Linked DNA regions of Mus musculus: regions 2 and 3 are each linked to region 1. Evidence: chromatin contacts called from public HiChIP or PLAC-seq data. All regions are on one chromosome and are shown on one strand. Each heading gives the region's core, a stretch centred on a gene start, on an enhancer-like site or on the middle of the called end of the contact. The rest is flanking DNA. Distances are from core to core; before and after follow the strand shown. Region 1 holds the start of B3galt1 (UDP-Gal:betaGlcNAc beta 1,3-galactosyltransferase, polypeptide 1). Region 2 has its middle 320 kb from the start of Stk39. Region 3 overlaps B3galt1 (UDP-Gal:betaGlcNAc beta 1,3-galactosyltransferase, polypeptide 1).

Region 1 (4,470 bases), core at 744-3,243:
AACTCTTCCCTCCACATTTTTGAATATATTACACGTTTACTTTTCTTTCCTGAGCTTCCTTCTTACATGGTTTGTTCCTTGGATAGTCTGTGAAGATACTGTTTTTTTTTTTTTATGCAATAGGAACACATATATGTACTTCTCTCTCTCTCTCTCTCTCTCTATATATATATATATGTGTGTATGTGTGTATACATGTATATATATGTATGTGTTTATACACACACACACACACACACACACACACACACATATATATATATATATATATATATATATATATATATATATATATATATATTTTAAACGAGAAGCCATGTCAAGACCGTCATATTAAAAAGAAACCAAAGGAATAGGGTCTACATGTCAGCTTTTAACTGTAAAGAAATGGGATTACTGTCAGCACAGCCAGTTTGGAAAGGGATGGCCTAGCAAGATGGGTCAACTGGCTGAAGAGGAGGAAGGCACAGAAAACAGCAAAGGTCTGAATATTCTCTATACTGAAAACGTGGTAATAGTAGGCAAGTCTGTTGCGTAGTGAGCATCTTCTTTTTCTAAATGGTAACAAGTCCAAGAAGTTTGTGCATGGCTTGTTCTGGAAATCAAATAATAATTCTCACTCTGTCTGTCTGTCTGTCTGTCTGTCTGTCTGTCTCTCTCTCTCTCTCTCTCTCTCTCTCTCTCCCTCTTTCTTCTCTCTTATTTTTCTCCCTTCCCTCCCTCTCTCCCTCCCTCTCTTCCTTTCTAAAAAGGTAAATGAAGAAAAGAGTGGTGTTGATTGCAAAAACAATCGAGCCCCTTAATAACTAGCAACATGAATAACAGCATAGAAATAAAAAGAAAGGATCATACCGAGTAACAAAGTCATTTTTATCAGAAAATGATGTAGCTATGATTTTTTTCTTTTAAAAACACTCACAAAAAGCATTGTGAGGTGACTTTTACTGTCTCCATTGGAGAACAAGGGTCATTTGGAGACTGTCCCTTTCTTCTACAAGCCTTTGTGTAAACAGTTTTAATTTTGTTTTCCTTGTTTCTAGAAATTAAGTGCGGAAGCTTTTAAGTAGTCCTCTGGGCTGTTTTGATGGCGATTTTGGCATAACTGCACTGGAAAATTAAAATACTCTACAAGGAAAGATTATTAGTGTTTGAGGGAAAGATTAGGACAGGCAAGAAAGGTTTCTGTTTCCGTTTCCTATCAAACATTGTCACTTAATGTTCAGTCACATTCGCACACGAACTCTTAAAGCAAAACCTCTTGGATCAGTTAGGCTTGATGCTCTCCATATGAGTAAATAAAACCAACGTGCAAGGGCTAGGTAATTAACTAGCCTGCTCACACAGTCACTGTTTGGTTTCCTTTGGTTTTGTTTGGTTATTTTCCCGTAGTGGTTGTTCTGCGGGGTTGACGTTTCTATGGAGAGCAAACATGAAAGGTCCACTCTGCAAGGAACTTTGAAAAACGTTCCTCAATGTATCTCCTTCCTTGGACATCTCCAGGCTGATCACTAGTGGAGGTACCACTTTTCAGCTGCCAAACCTAGAAGGACGGGGGCGCTGTCTGGTGACTTTGCTTGCTTCCTTCAAGGCGGCGACCACCTCCAGGGATTCGCTCTCCAGTAGCGCCGCTTCTACTCGGGTCCCAAGACCTCTGCATAGTGATGCCAGGACACTGAACCTCCGTGCCAAGGCTCTGGGGACAGTTACCCGGGAGTGTCGGGTCATGCCAAGATGCTCTTCGAGGGTAGACAAAAAGCGCCCGGGGTCCACATTTGTGGGCCGGGCTTCTTCCCTGTGTCTTGGGCTTGGGCTTCGGGGCCCAAGTCCCCCACCCGTCGCCCCAGCCCTGCCTCCCCCTCCATCCCACACCCCAGCAGCATCCTCTCCCGGAAACAAGCCTGCTGAGCAAAGGCGGAGGCAAACCTTGGGCCTTCCGCTCTGATTGGTCTCCCCCCGCCGCGCGGGGCGAGGCGGCGATTGGCTGCCGGGCGTTGTCAGTCGCCGAGGCCAGAACCGTCGCCGGGGAAGCGCAACCCGGCTCCGGTGCTCCGGCTGCCGCCGCGGCTGCTCGGCTGGTGCAGCTGAGCGAGCCCGCGCGGGCGCCGCTGCCGCCTCCGCCGCCGTCCACCGCGCGCTGCCAGCACCGCGGGGCTTGCAGGAGGCCGCCGGGAGGGGCGGGCGCGCGAGCTGAGCACGAGGAGGCGGAGGCGGGGGAGAAGTGATGCTGGCGCCAGGGATCCGGGCAGCGGCAGCGGAGAATAAGCATCTTCGGGACCCCGGCTGCAGCGTCCCTGTGGCCCGCGGGCCAGCAGAACGGCCAGAGACGGCGCGTCCCGCGGGTAAGGTGCGGCTCTCCAGACCGCCTTGTAATCTTGGGGTGCTTACAAGCTCCTAGTGGCCGGAGCATCCGGACAAGGATGTTTGGGACCTAGACAGCGAGTTCTGCTGCCTGGCCAGGCTGATGCTCGCGCCGGTGCGGCTTCAGCTCCTGCCTTCTGGCTTAGGCAGTGACAGACTTTGACAGCGCGTGGATGGCATTGTGTGTGAGAGAGTGTGGGTATGAGTGTGCGCGCGCACACGCACGAGGTTTGGGGCACTTTGAAAGGAGAGGAGTAGGTCCCCTTTATGTAGACTGATGTCCTTCAAGGATCCGGGCTGGAATGAACAGGATGTTTTGAGCGCGCTGGGACGGAGAACTCGGTGCATTGAAAAGTCTCCTCTGGCATAGAAGGAGCCGGGCAAATTGAACTTTATTGCCTTAATGAAAAGGAGCCCTTGGGTCTAGCGCGCTGGGGGAGAAGCGCATTCACCGAGGCTCCCCAAAGTCTCACTTTACGCCAGGGACTTTGGAGCAGAAAGTAATGGTTGATCAGCCTTGCTGAAGCAAAGAGAAGTTGATAAGGGGCGAGGGCCAGAGGCTAGGCTTGGGGACTGGCCACTTATAGGTGGCAGAAACCCCGCGTGGGAGGCTCAGTTCACTTTTCAGGAGCGCAGATTTGGGGTGAAATGAATTCCACTCCAGAGGACTACGCCTTTGAGCTAAGGTGGTCGCAACTGGACAAATGGGCAGAGGTGGAGTGGTGCTAGTGCGGACATTGGAGGAATGTCCTGGAGCAGGCACTTCCTCCCTCGCAGCCCTGACAGGTGTGTCATCGTGTTTGGGACTGGTGTGTCCTGGGACAGATACTGGGAGAGCGGCTGCGCAGTCAGAAACTTCAAGCCTGCTGGGGTCTGGGCTACCAGACTTGGAACACGTTAATTCAAAGGGAACCAGGTTTTTATATCCAGCTTCTTCCAGGACATATGCTGATTTTTGTTTTTGTTCTTTTTGTTTTTCTTACATGTTCCGTTTTGTAAAGCCATTTCAAGTTCCACTTACACTGCAACCTTTCCGCAGAAGACCAATTATGCTCTGCTATTTCTGAGTAGTGCTCTCAGGCTGAGTCTAGAGCTCGCTGCTCAGGACAGTGATTCCCCCATCCCTGTATAGGACGCACAAACTTAACGTTAGAGACTTTTCTCTGGGATCTATTGTCTCCGTAAGGATCTCTCCTTTCGAAACTTCATGAGATATTTCAGCACCAAGGCACTTTCCCCTCTCTGGCTCAGCCCGGGAAAGACTGTGACCAGAGATGGGATTGCAGGAAGCTGTAGAGGTGGGGAGGGCAGCTCCCCTGCCTGGCAGGGTTGGGAAAACCAAAAACTGGCTCAACACAGGGATCTGGGATCTTGAACTGCCTACACCAATTTCCCTGTTTGAAGCTGGGTTATCTGTTGGGGAATCTAATGGGGATTCTGTTGTCCGACCACTGGACAAATTTCATAGACCACCACCACCACAACAACAATAACAACATGCCAGAGTGAGAAACAGCTTTGCTTGGGCTCCTTTCTGGTTTGCTTGAATAGTGAAAACGAAAGTATGGCACCCCAGAGGAATAGTGTGGGCAGCAAGGAGGGATCTGTGCAAAACCCCCATCTTTGTAGTTTGCAAAACCTAGCTATGTTATTCTAAAAAGAGATGAGCAACTTCCAATAAAGAGGTAGCGGTGTTAATTTTATTTCTGAAGCTTTATTAGAAATTGCTACTGAATATTTGTTTTTAACAGTCATGATTTCTGGCTCCAAAGCCTCTTTTTCTGATATATTTATAAGGTGTATGTTGTTAGATTTGTAGTCAAGATTCACCTGCCTCCAGATGATTTTTTTTAATTATAACAACTTTTAAATTATTACAACATTCAGGACTTTATGGATGTTATTAACATACTAAATGGTTACTTTTAGTTTGTGGGAATTTTTTTTTTACACAAATCTGTGAGCTGACAAAAATATGTCTTTGTCCATGATGGCTTAGTATGAAGGTACTAAGTTTAAAATGTGGTACACATTATTGATAAAAAATTCCAAAGAAACTTAAATCCAAATGAATTAAATAATACCGTCCAATATTAAAGATGGAACTTCTTG
Region 2 (4,470 bases), core at 1,302-3,801, 590 kb after region 1:
ATGCTTTACAAATTTATTTCCAATTTGCAGTTATGCTGAGCAGACATTCTGGGCTGTGCAGAAGCAAAATTCGGGCTGCAAGCTTCCGTCTCATCAGCTGAGCATCCAGGACTGCACAAGAGTGCCTTGTCACAGGCCATCAGGTGGCCATTTATCCAGAGGTATCACCATGAGATGGCCAGCCAAGAGAGCCCTGAAGTTATTTCCCTCACCATTTTTTTTAGCTAAATATACAACTCCGTGAAAGCAGATTTCTTAGCAAAGAATTTTTGCTGCACAGAGAAGACTTTGAGCAGAAGCAAAGAGAGCACTGAGTTTCCCTGGATCCCCAGCCCTGGCACTTGCTAATTGGCAACCCTTGGGTAAACCAAGCAAACCCTGTGAAGACAACGCCCTCTTTATAACACCAAGGGTACCTGGTTTATAAAACAGTACTGCAGAGAAAAATCAAAAGAGATAATAGTCTTTTCCTCGTGTTCTATAAAAAGGGGGAATATTTTTATCTCACTATTATGTCCCCAGCAATTATCATTGCAGAGGCACAAAAGAGGCCCTTAGTAACTAGGGGCTGCACAGAAGAAGGTATGAATAGACACTGTTTAGACTCTGACACTTGGGGACATTGCAAGACTTGTTTATTCTTAATTATTTCTTCCAGGGGGGAAAGCCAGTATTCTTTTTCTTTTTCCCTCTCTCAACTTCAGCTCTTTGAGATTGCTGCCTGACTTTCATCCTTGGAATTGCTTCCAATATGGTTTCGTTTGTGTTTTTCTGCTTTCTGCACCCTGTGGCTTCTACTGTATTAGCATATACCCATCACTGAGCTTTCTGAAAGGAACGTATTGAGGGGAAACTTACAGTGGCGTCAGATCTAAGCCTGTCTCATTCTGTCCTCTCATTGATAAGTGAGCAGGCTGCCATAGAATTCCTGATGGAAGACTCTTCCCTTTGAAAATGTAAAAGCAATTTCCCATTATTTTCTATAAGTTAATTTTAGAATTAGTAGAGGGTTTTTATTTTTATGTAAGAAGGAAGACCAAGAACAGCAAATTATTCCCACTCAGAAACAATCCTATTAATGTTTCCATGTGTGCCCTTTGATGGCAAACATACATAGACATATTTTAAATATTTAATATTTAAATGCCTTCATATATATAATATATACTTATATATGAGTATATATACACCCACACATACATGTGCATATAGTTTTACATCATGAATGATATAATGCTGTAGCATGCAATTCTCAAGTCAATATGTATCATTAAGTTACTTTAAGGCCCTTTTCGACACTAAAGATCAATGACTCTATGATTTGTTTAGGCTAGATTGTCACATATGGATTGTTTCAGTACAAGCAGCAGACAGCTTAGGAGTTGGATTCATTGATACTAGCATGAAATAGAACTGTGGCAGAGGGAGATAAGGTTAACTACCTGCCAAGTGCTTTTCATTTAAGGATACAGAAGGTTCTCAGAGAGCATAAAAGAATCAAAGACATATTACAGATGTGGTTCAATAAATCACCTGTGTCTAGCCTACAGTCAGGAAAGCCACGTTAGGTTTGGAGAAAAGGGCACAGCTGGGTCTCTGGAGGAGAAAACACATTGTGTCTAGCCTTTAGGATGAAAGCAGACCATGTTTTCACAGAGTGCTCAAGGTTGTGAATTGGAGGCAAGCAACTAAAGCCAGTTTCAAAGGTCGACGATTATAGATGACAAATGACAACGTAAGTACCTGTCCAACTGAACCCAGACAGGCTTTGGTGCAGTAAGAGTTCAGAGAAGAGATGGGCTTCCGATAGCAAAACAAAGCAAGTGCCACGGGTGAGGGGTAGTGTACAGAGTGTGGTTCCCGCTGAGGACACAACCAGGCCTCACAGCCACAGTACACTTTGCAGGCCTGGCTTCCAGGTGGAGGCAATGGAGCCCACTCACCCTTCTTAGCATTCTGACTGCGATATCGGTAAGAGACCGAGGTGAGTCACAGAGGTGGGGCAGTGCTGGAAATTGGAGATATTTATCAGCAAGTTGACAGTCTGGAAGAAATTTCTACTGACAAATCCCAATAGGGAAAATAACAGCAGAAAGCAAATGTTTCAGCATGAGAGGTGGACAATGGATCCATTCAGAAAGAAAAGGGGAAAGAGGGAGGGAGGAGGAAGGAAGGAGGGATGGGGCCTAGAGGGGTCTGCCTCCTCTCTATCCAAATTTAATTCATAAGCTGAGTAAGCACAGGTTTCTAAAGGACCATTGGAGTTCATTTTCTTCTCGGTCACATCTACTGACTTTAGATTGACAGCACCCCAAGTCACATTTACTAAACATCCCTAGAACCGATCCCTGCTGTAACAAATTACCAAACATTTAGCAGACCAGGGTACAGGTCTGTAACTTTATGGTTCTGCAGATCTCAAATCTTACTGGGATCTTGTGGGTTAAAATGAAGATGCTGATGGCTCTGCATTCAATGCATTCCAGAGTATAAGAGACCACTGTACCTTTCCATATGCAGTCTTAGCACAAGGCGCCTTCCCTCTGTCTTCACAGTCAACAGAAGCAGCCAATCTCTCCTCTCTCCCCTCTCTCCCCTCTCTCCCCTCTCTCCTCTCTCTCCCCTCTCTCCCCTCTCTCTCCTCTCTCCCCTCTCTCCCCTCTCTCTCCTCTCTCCTCTCTCTCCCCTCTCTCTCCTCTCTCCTCACTCCCCTCTCCTCTCTCTCCCCTCTTTCCCCTCTCTTCTCTTTCCCCTCTCTTCCCTCTCTCCTTCCCCCCTTTCTCCTCTCTCTCCCCTCGCTCCCCTCTCTTCTCTCTCTCCCCCCTCTCCTCCCTCTTTCGTCCTTCCTCACATACTCAAACAGCCTCTGTGCTTTCTTTCCACCCAATAGCTAATCCAGAAAGGTCTACTGACATTAGAGTCAACTGGCTAGCAATCATAATTCTATCTGCTGCCTTCATTCTCCTTTACTGCCTGGAAGAACATGTTTGCAAATTTCAGATATTAGAATGCAAACATCCTTGGGAAGGGGCATTATTAGGCACAACACTGCCATGAAATCGGGATTATTAGTAAAAAGAAACACTTTTGAATGCAGATATGAAACTTCCACAGACTGTCTCTCCACATGGTCCCTACCAGGTACACAGCCTACAAACACATGATTAATTATTAACTTTGGCATGATCTAGTCACTGTTTTTATTTGTTTTCAGTAAATTACCAAAACATTATCATGGCGGGAAAAATAGAAAAATATTAATATATTCTCGGGCATCCTATAGTGTCTATGCATATTCAAGGAATTAAAATATTTGTACATTTGTTAGCCTTTTATGCTTGAGAACAGTTTTACTTTCACAGAAAAATTGAACTAGAGGACCACAAATGTCTCACTAATAACCAGCCAACCTGCTTATCAGAGTCTACCATCAGAGTGGTTACGCTTGTTACAATAAACAAATACCTACACTGACAATCATCCGGAGTTTGTCTGTGGTTTACATTAGGTTCTCCTCTTTGTGCTATACATTCTGTGGCTCTAAACAGACGTATATGTTCATGTCTCCAGCACTAAATGGGAAAGTGTTTCCAGGGCTCCACAACCCTGTTGTCTGCCTTAATTATCTTTCATCCCCTACAACCCGCTGACAACCACTGACCTCCATATTTTGCCTTCTTCAGAGCAATCGAGCTGGGATCACATGACACTGTCTTTTTTTTTTTTTTTCTTTGTTGTGAGCATTTATGTTTTTGTACATTTTTCTCCATGGCCTGAAAGGTAATTTTGTTTGTTACTTAAACACTAGTGTATTCTTGCATACACCCCAGTTTATAGTTAATCTTATCATCTATCTAGGCTGATTCCAAGTTAATAAAACCACTGAAAACATCAGCAAGCAAGTTTTTGTATAGACAGAAGATTTTGATTCCTTGGGGTAAATAGCACTGATGCTCTGGGTTTGAACCTTGCTTGTGGGTACTGGTACCTAATTACTGTTTTACTTCGAATTTCTCTGATGGCACAGGCATCTTCTCTGCTACTATTTGCCACGTGTAGACCTTCTTTTTCAGGTATCTTTTTATATCTCTGGTTTATTTCTTTACTCTTGTTTGGTTAGGTTTTTGTTTATTTGTTTTGTTGTTTGTTTCATTTTTTTTCAGAGAGTTAAAAATTTCTGGCGTTTGGATAATGGTTCTCTCTGAATTGTGTATCTTGTATCTTGTGGATCTGAATTCTTTTTTTTTTCCATTTTTTATTAGGTATTTAGCTCATTTACATTTCCAATGCTATACCAAAAGTCCCCCATAGCCACCCACCCCACTCCCCTACCCACCCACTCCCCTTTTTTGGCCCTGGCGTTCCCCTGTACTGGGGCATATAAAGTTTGTGTGTCCAATGGGCCTCTCTTTCCAGTGATGGCCGCCTAGGCCATCTTTTGATACATATGCAGCTAGAGTCAAGAGCTCC
Region 3 (4,470 bases), core at 1,292-3,791, 510 kb after region 1:
CTGCTATGAACATAGTGAAGCATGTGTTCTTATTACCAGTTGGAACTTCTTCTGGGTATATGCCCAGGAGAGGTATTGCTGGATCTTTCAGTAGTATTATGTCCAATTTTCTGAGGAACCTCCAGTCTGACTTCCAGAGTGCTCGTACAAGCTTGCAATCCCACCAGTAGTGGAGCATGGCTATCCTGCTGAAAGCAATGTACAGATTCACTGCAATCCCTATCAAAATTCCAACCCAATTCTTCACTGAGATAGAAAGGGCAATTTACAAATTCATCTGGAATAACAAAAAACCTAGGATAGCAAAAACTATTCTCAAAGATATGAGCTATGTACAAGGAGATAAAAATGGATCAATTCGCATTCTAATACATGATAACCGCCAGTTGTGCCAGCACCATTTGTTGAAAATGCTGTCTTTTTTCCACTGAATGTTTTTAGCTCCTTTGGACTCATTTCTGGGTCTTCAATTCTATTCCATTGATCTACCTGTCTGTCACTGTGCAAGTACCATGCAGTTTTTATCACAATTGCTTTGTAGTACAGCTTAATGTCAGGCATGGTGATTCTACCAGAGGCTCTTTGAGAATAGTACAAGCTATGAGTCCACACATCTATGGTAACTTGATCTTTGACAAAGGAGCTAAAACCATAGAATTTTAGAATTTAGAAAAATTCCTAAACAGAACAGCAATGGCTTGTGCTGTAAGATCGAGGATTGACAAAAGGGACCTCATAAAATTGCAAAGCTTCTATAAGGCAAAATACACTGTCAATAAGACAAAAAGGCCACCAACAGATTGGGAAAGAATTTTTACCAATCCTAAATCTGATAGGGGACTAATATCCAATATATACAAAGAGCTCAAGAAGCAGGACCTCAGAAATTCAAATAACCTATTAAAAATGGGGTTCAGAGCCAAACAAAGAATTCTCAACTGAGAAATACCGAATGGCTGAGAAGCACCTGAAAAAAATGTTCAACATCCTTAATCATGAGGGAAATGCAAATCAAAGCAACCTTGAGATTCCACCTCACACCAGTCAGAATGGCTAAGATCAAAACTTCAGGTGACAGCAGGATGCTGGCAAGGATGTGGAGAAAGAGGAACGCCATTATCTTTTCAATTCACACTAAGCTGCCCTGAAGACTAGGATAGGCAGCCCTCAATAGTTTCCACTACATAATGTGTAATATTGGGGAATTTTGGAACCCTTTCATTTCTTCATATCAATTTTGAATTTTCTACCAACAAAACCCCGGAAAAAAGCACAAATGTTCAAAGGACCCTTTACAGAACCTCTAGGGTTTGCATGGCGTGGGTATTGTCTTTTGCACCTAAGGTTTTGTTTGCAAGCAGAATATGGCCCTCTACAGAGATAGAGAGAGAGAGAGAGAGAGAGGGAGAGGGAGAAGAGAAGAGAAGAGAAGAGAAGAGAAAAAGCACTTCGTATTGTGACCTGCAGTCCATCCTCTTTGGAAGGAGGGGCTGAGTCAGCCCTCCCCTGAGATTAAACAGCCCAGGTCCTTCCTTATCCTTGACACTGCTCAGATAGAGCCTCTAATGTGGAGAGGGCCTTTATTGGACTTCCGAGGGTTTAGAAGAAGTCCATTCATCTGATATCTCAGCCATTCTTGTAGCTTAAGGATTTTTATTTGAGGTGAATGAAATCTTGATAAAAGAAACGAAAGTGGGAGAAGAGAAGGGAATTGATCTGAGATTAAAAGTTAGTTTTTTAATACAGCCTCAGCTCTGGGCCCCGTGCTTTCATATACACTATTATCTCTAAGGAGTGTGAGAAAGAGCTCACTGAATATGCTCACCAAGCCAAGGCGTGGGAGACCGCAGACACAGCAGGCCTCTTCTCTTTACATGGGCCTGCTATTTACCCATCACCATTTAGACTAGATTGTAAACACCCTCTATTCTGTCACCATCATCAAGTAAAAGGTGGCCAAGTCTGGAGTTTCTAAAGTCACTGAAGTCTTCTTCCAAAAGTGATGTCCTAGAAGACTATTGTTCTAATACAGACATGAATTCAGCAAAGCTCCTGAAGGAAACTGCTTTGTAGGAAGTGCTGCTCCGCTAATTGCTGCTCTTCCCTTTGTTCGGTCTCATCCTCTATAATTAGTGCAGTCTTGAAAACAGAAGTTGTCTATGCCATTAAAATCCTTACACAGCAAATCCCCTAATTATTTCATATTTTCACATTAGGGACTAAGATATTTGTGGTGAAGGGTTGAATCTGTTTGTTATTTAATTACTTATAGAAGGAAGACAAAAAAAGCAAGACAAAAAGATTATTAAAAATTTTTCTGCCTGACTCTCACACATACAAAGGCTCACTTCTCTTTCCCTGCCTTATTCCCTCCCTCTCTTCCTCCCTTCCTGTTACCACCCCTTCCTGTCCCTAACCCTTCCTGCCCTCACTCCATTCTGTCCTCAATTCTTCCAGCCCCACCTCCTCCTATCCTTATTCCCTCCTGTCCCTACCCCTTCCTGCTCTGTCCCCACCCCTTTGTGCCCTCACTCCTCCCTGTCCCTAACCCTTCCTGCCCTTGATCCTCTCTGTACCCACCCCTTCCTGCCCTCTCTCCTTCCTGTCCTCATCTCTCTTGGCATCAACTTCAGTTATGACTGTTGCCCTTTCGTATTAAGAATATCACTGTTTCTGCCTGGCCCACAGGCAAAGCTTCCTCTTTGACCTTCCAGGGCCTTGTGTACTGACCTCAAACATTCCTTTGCCTTGCTTGATTGAGAGGAGTGGAAGGAAGACACCCAGGAATTCACCCAACTAGTTTCTCTCTCTCTCTTTTTTTTTCTTCTGTGCTGACAAATGGCATTTTCCTGTGTCCCTTAGAAGTCCCCAGAGTTAGACTTTCTAGCAAAGAGGAGCAAGTGGGAATGATGCACTTCATTTGGAACCAGAGTTTTGAGGACTCAAACATGCCCTTCCCAGGACCTCTTGTAGTATCTGATGGGAAAACAAGGGCAGCAGTTCTGGGGATCCCCAGCAGGAAGTAGCTGGCCACAAACCACCAGGGAAAAGTCTCTCTATGCAAGCATTAAAACCATGTTGGGTGGCTACACAAGTATAGAGTCCTCTCATGTTCAGATTCAGAAAGTTTCAGCTTCTAGTACAGCTACAGGTTTGGATCTACCTAATACAAGATGCAAGTGCCTTTGTGTGTAATTGTGAGTGTGAGTTCCTCTATTTCAGGAGCCCCAGAGGACTAGAAGGGAGGGGGAAGCCCTTTCATCTTTAACTGTGAGCTAAATTAAACTGAATTGGTACCTCATTTGGAAGTGGAGCAGATGGTCATCAAAATGAAGAGTGGAGGATGTTCCACACCATCTCCAGGACTGTGAATGCCATTTTTCTCATTTGCAAGCATCTGTCTAGAATTTTGTAAACAATCTCATAGGTGACTGACTTGGATTGCAGAACAAAAGGAATTCCCAGTTACTTTCCATATGAAAATGTGTCCTACTTCATTATGCATTCAAATACTCATTATCCCAATCAGTAAATACATAGTGGGCACATTGTACATGCCAAGCTGGCTTCTAAAAGGACTGATCAGTAACAGACCTGGCTTTAGCTCTCTCCAAGTTCAAAGTCCTAAGGGAGATCCAAGTATTCTGAATTAGATGATCGCACAACTGAAAATGCATTCAGCTTGTGATTTGGGCTATTGGGTTTGTCCTGCAAGATAGTAAGGATAACATTGCTTGTCTCTCAGATTTTGCTATAATTTTAGTTAGCTAAGATTTAAATATCATGATGGTAAACACATTTGTACTGTGATTGATGCTTGAGCTTTAACACCCAATAAATTGTCTCTGTTACTGTTCACATTAATTTAGATAAAAATTATGATCTTGAAAGATAAAGGGGGCGTTGGAAGTTGCAGGCTTGCGGGGTTGGCGTTCTCGGGAGAGGAGTCATGCTGCTATCTTTGGCCAGTCCCCACCAGACAGTAGCCATGAACGGCGGCGTGTATGGCGGAAATGAAGTTGGTGCTCTTGTTTTTAACACTGAATCGTATATAGTGAGGCCTGGCTATGCTGGCGAGGACTGCCCTAAGGTTGATTTCCCCACGGCTATCAGTGTGGTGCTGGAAAGAGATGACTGAAGCACAACGATGGAGACTGATGGTGAGAAAGGCAAGCAGGGTGGGCCCACCTACTACATAGACACCAGAGCCCTCCAAGTGCCCAGGGAGAACATGGAGGCCATCTCACCATTCAAGAACAACATGGTTGAAGACTGGGATAGTTTCCAGACAATTTTGGATCATACATACAAGATGCATGTCAAATCTGAAGCCAGCCTGCATCTTGTTCTCATGTCGGAAGCACCATGGAACACCAGGGCAAAGAGAGAGAAACTGACAGAGTTGATGTTTCAGCACTACAGCATCCCTGAATTCTTCCTTTGCAAAACTACAGTTTTGATGGCGTTTGC

What was found. HiChIP or PLAC-seq counts read pairs in DNA pulled down with a chosen protein or histone mark.
Region 2: an H3K4me3 HiChIP or PLAC-seq map of neural tube shows a contact between it and region 1, with 4 times the contacts expected there. The contact joins the enhancer-like site here to the promoter of B3galt1 in region 1. A contact is called at or near these places in 8 of 115 datasets of contacts at active chromatin or transcription factors (the 230-238 cell line, embryonic basal ganglia, embryonic forebrain and 4 more).
Region 3: an H3K4me3 HiChIP or PLAC-seq map of the 230-238 cell line shows a contact between it and region 1, with 14 read pairs. The contact joins the enhancer-like site here to the promoter of B3galt1 in region 1. A contact is called at or near these places in 8 of 115 datasets of contacts at active chromatin or transcription factors (the 230-238 cell line, SST interneurons, acute myeloid leukemia and 4 more).

What each region holds. Positions count from the first base shown.
Region 1 is chr2:67,563,696-67,568,165 of GRCm38.p6, forward strand. It overlaps B3galt1 (UDP-Gal:betaGlcNAc beta 1,3-galactosyltransferase, polypeptide 1), which reads left to right and starts at 1,994. Exons shown (of 6, transcript NM_001379327.1): 1 at 1,994-2,339.
Region 2 is chr2:68,148,395-68,152,864 of GRCm38.p6, forward strand. No RefSeq gene overlaps it. Among named protein-coding and RNA genes, the nearest start is that of Stk39, 320 kb to the right of the region's middle. Within about 2 kb of position 2,552, at least 6 of the 459 cell types and tissues checked have an H3K27ac peak or open chromatin away from gene starts, as enhancers often do. A contact at or near this core is called in neural tube, where this site is marked.
Region 3 is chr2:68,077,655-68,082,124 of GRCm38.p6, forward strand. The region is part of intron 5 of B3galt1 (UDP-Gal:betaGlcNAc beta 1,3-galactosyltransferase, polypeptide 1); the gene reads left to right. It also overlaps the pseudogene Gm13607. Among named protein-coding and RNA genes, the nearest start is that of Mir6335, 300 kb to the left of the region's middle. Within about 2 kb of position 2,542, at least 13 of the 459 cell types and tissues checked have an H3K27ac peak or open chromatin away from gene starts, as enhancers often do. A contact at or near this core is called in the 230-238 cell line, where this site is marked.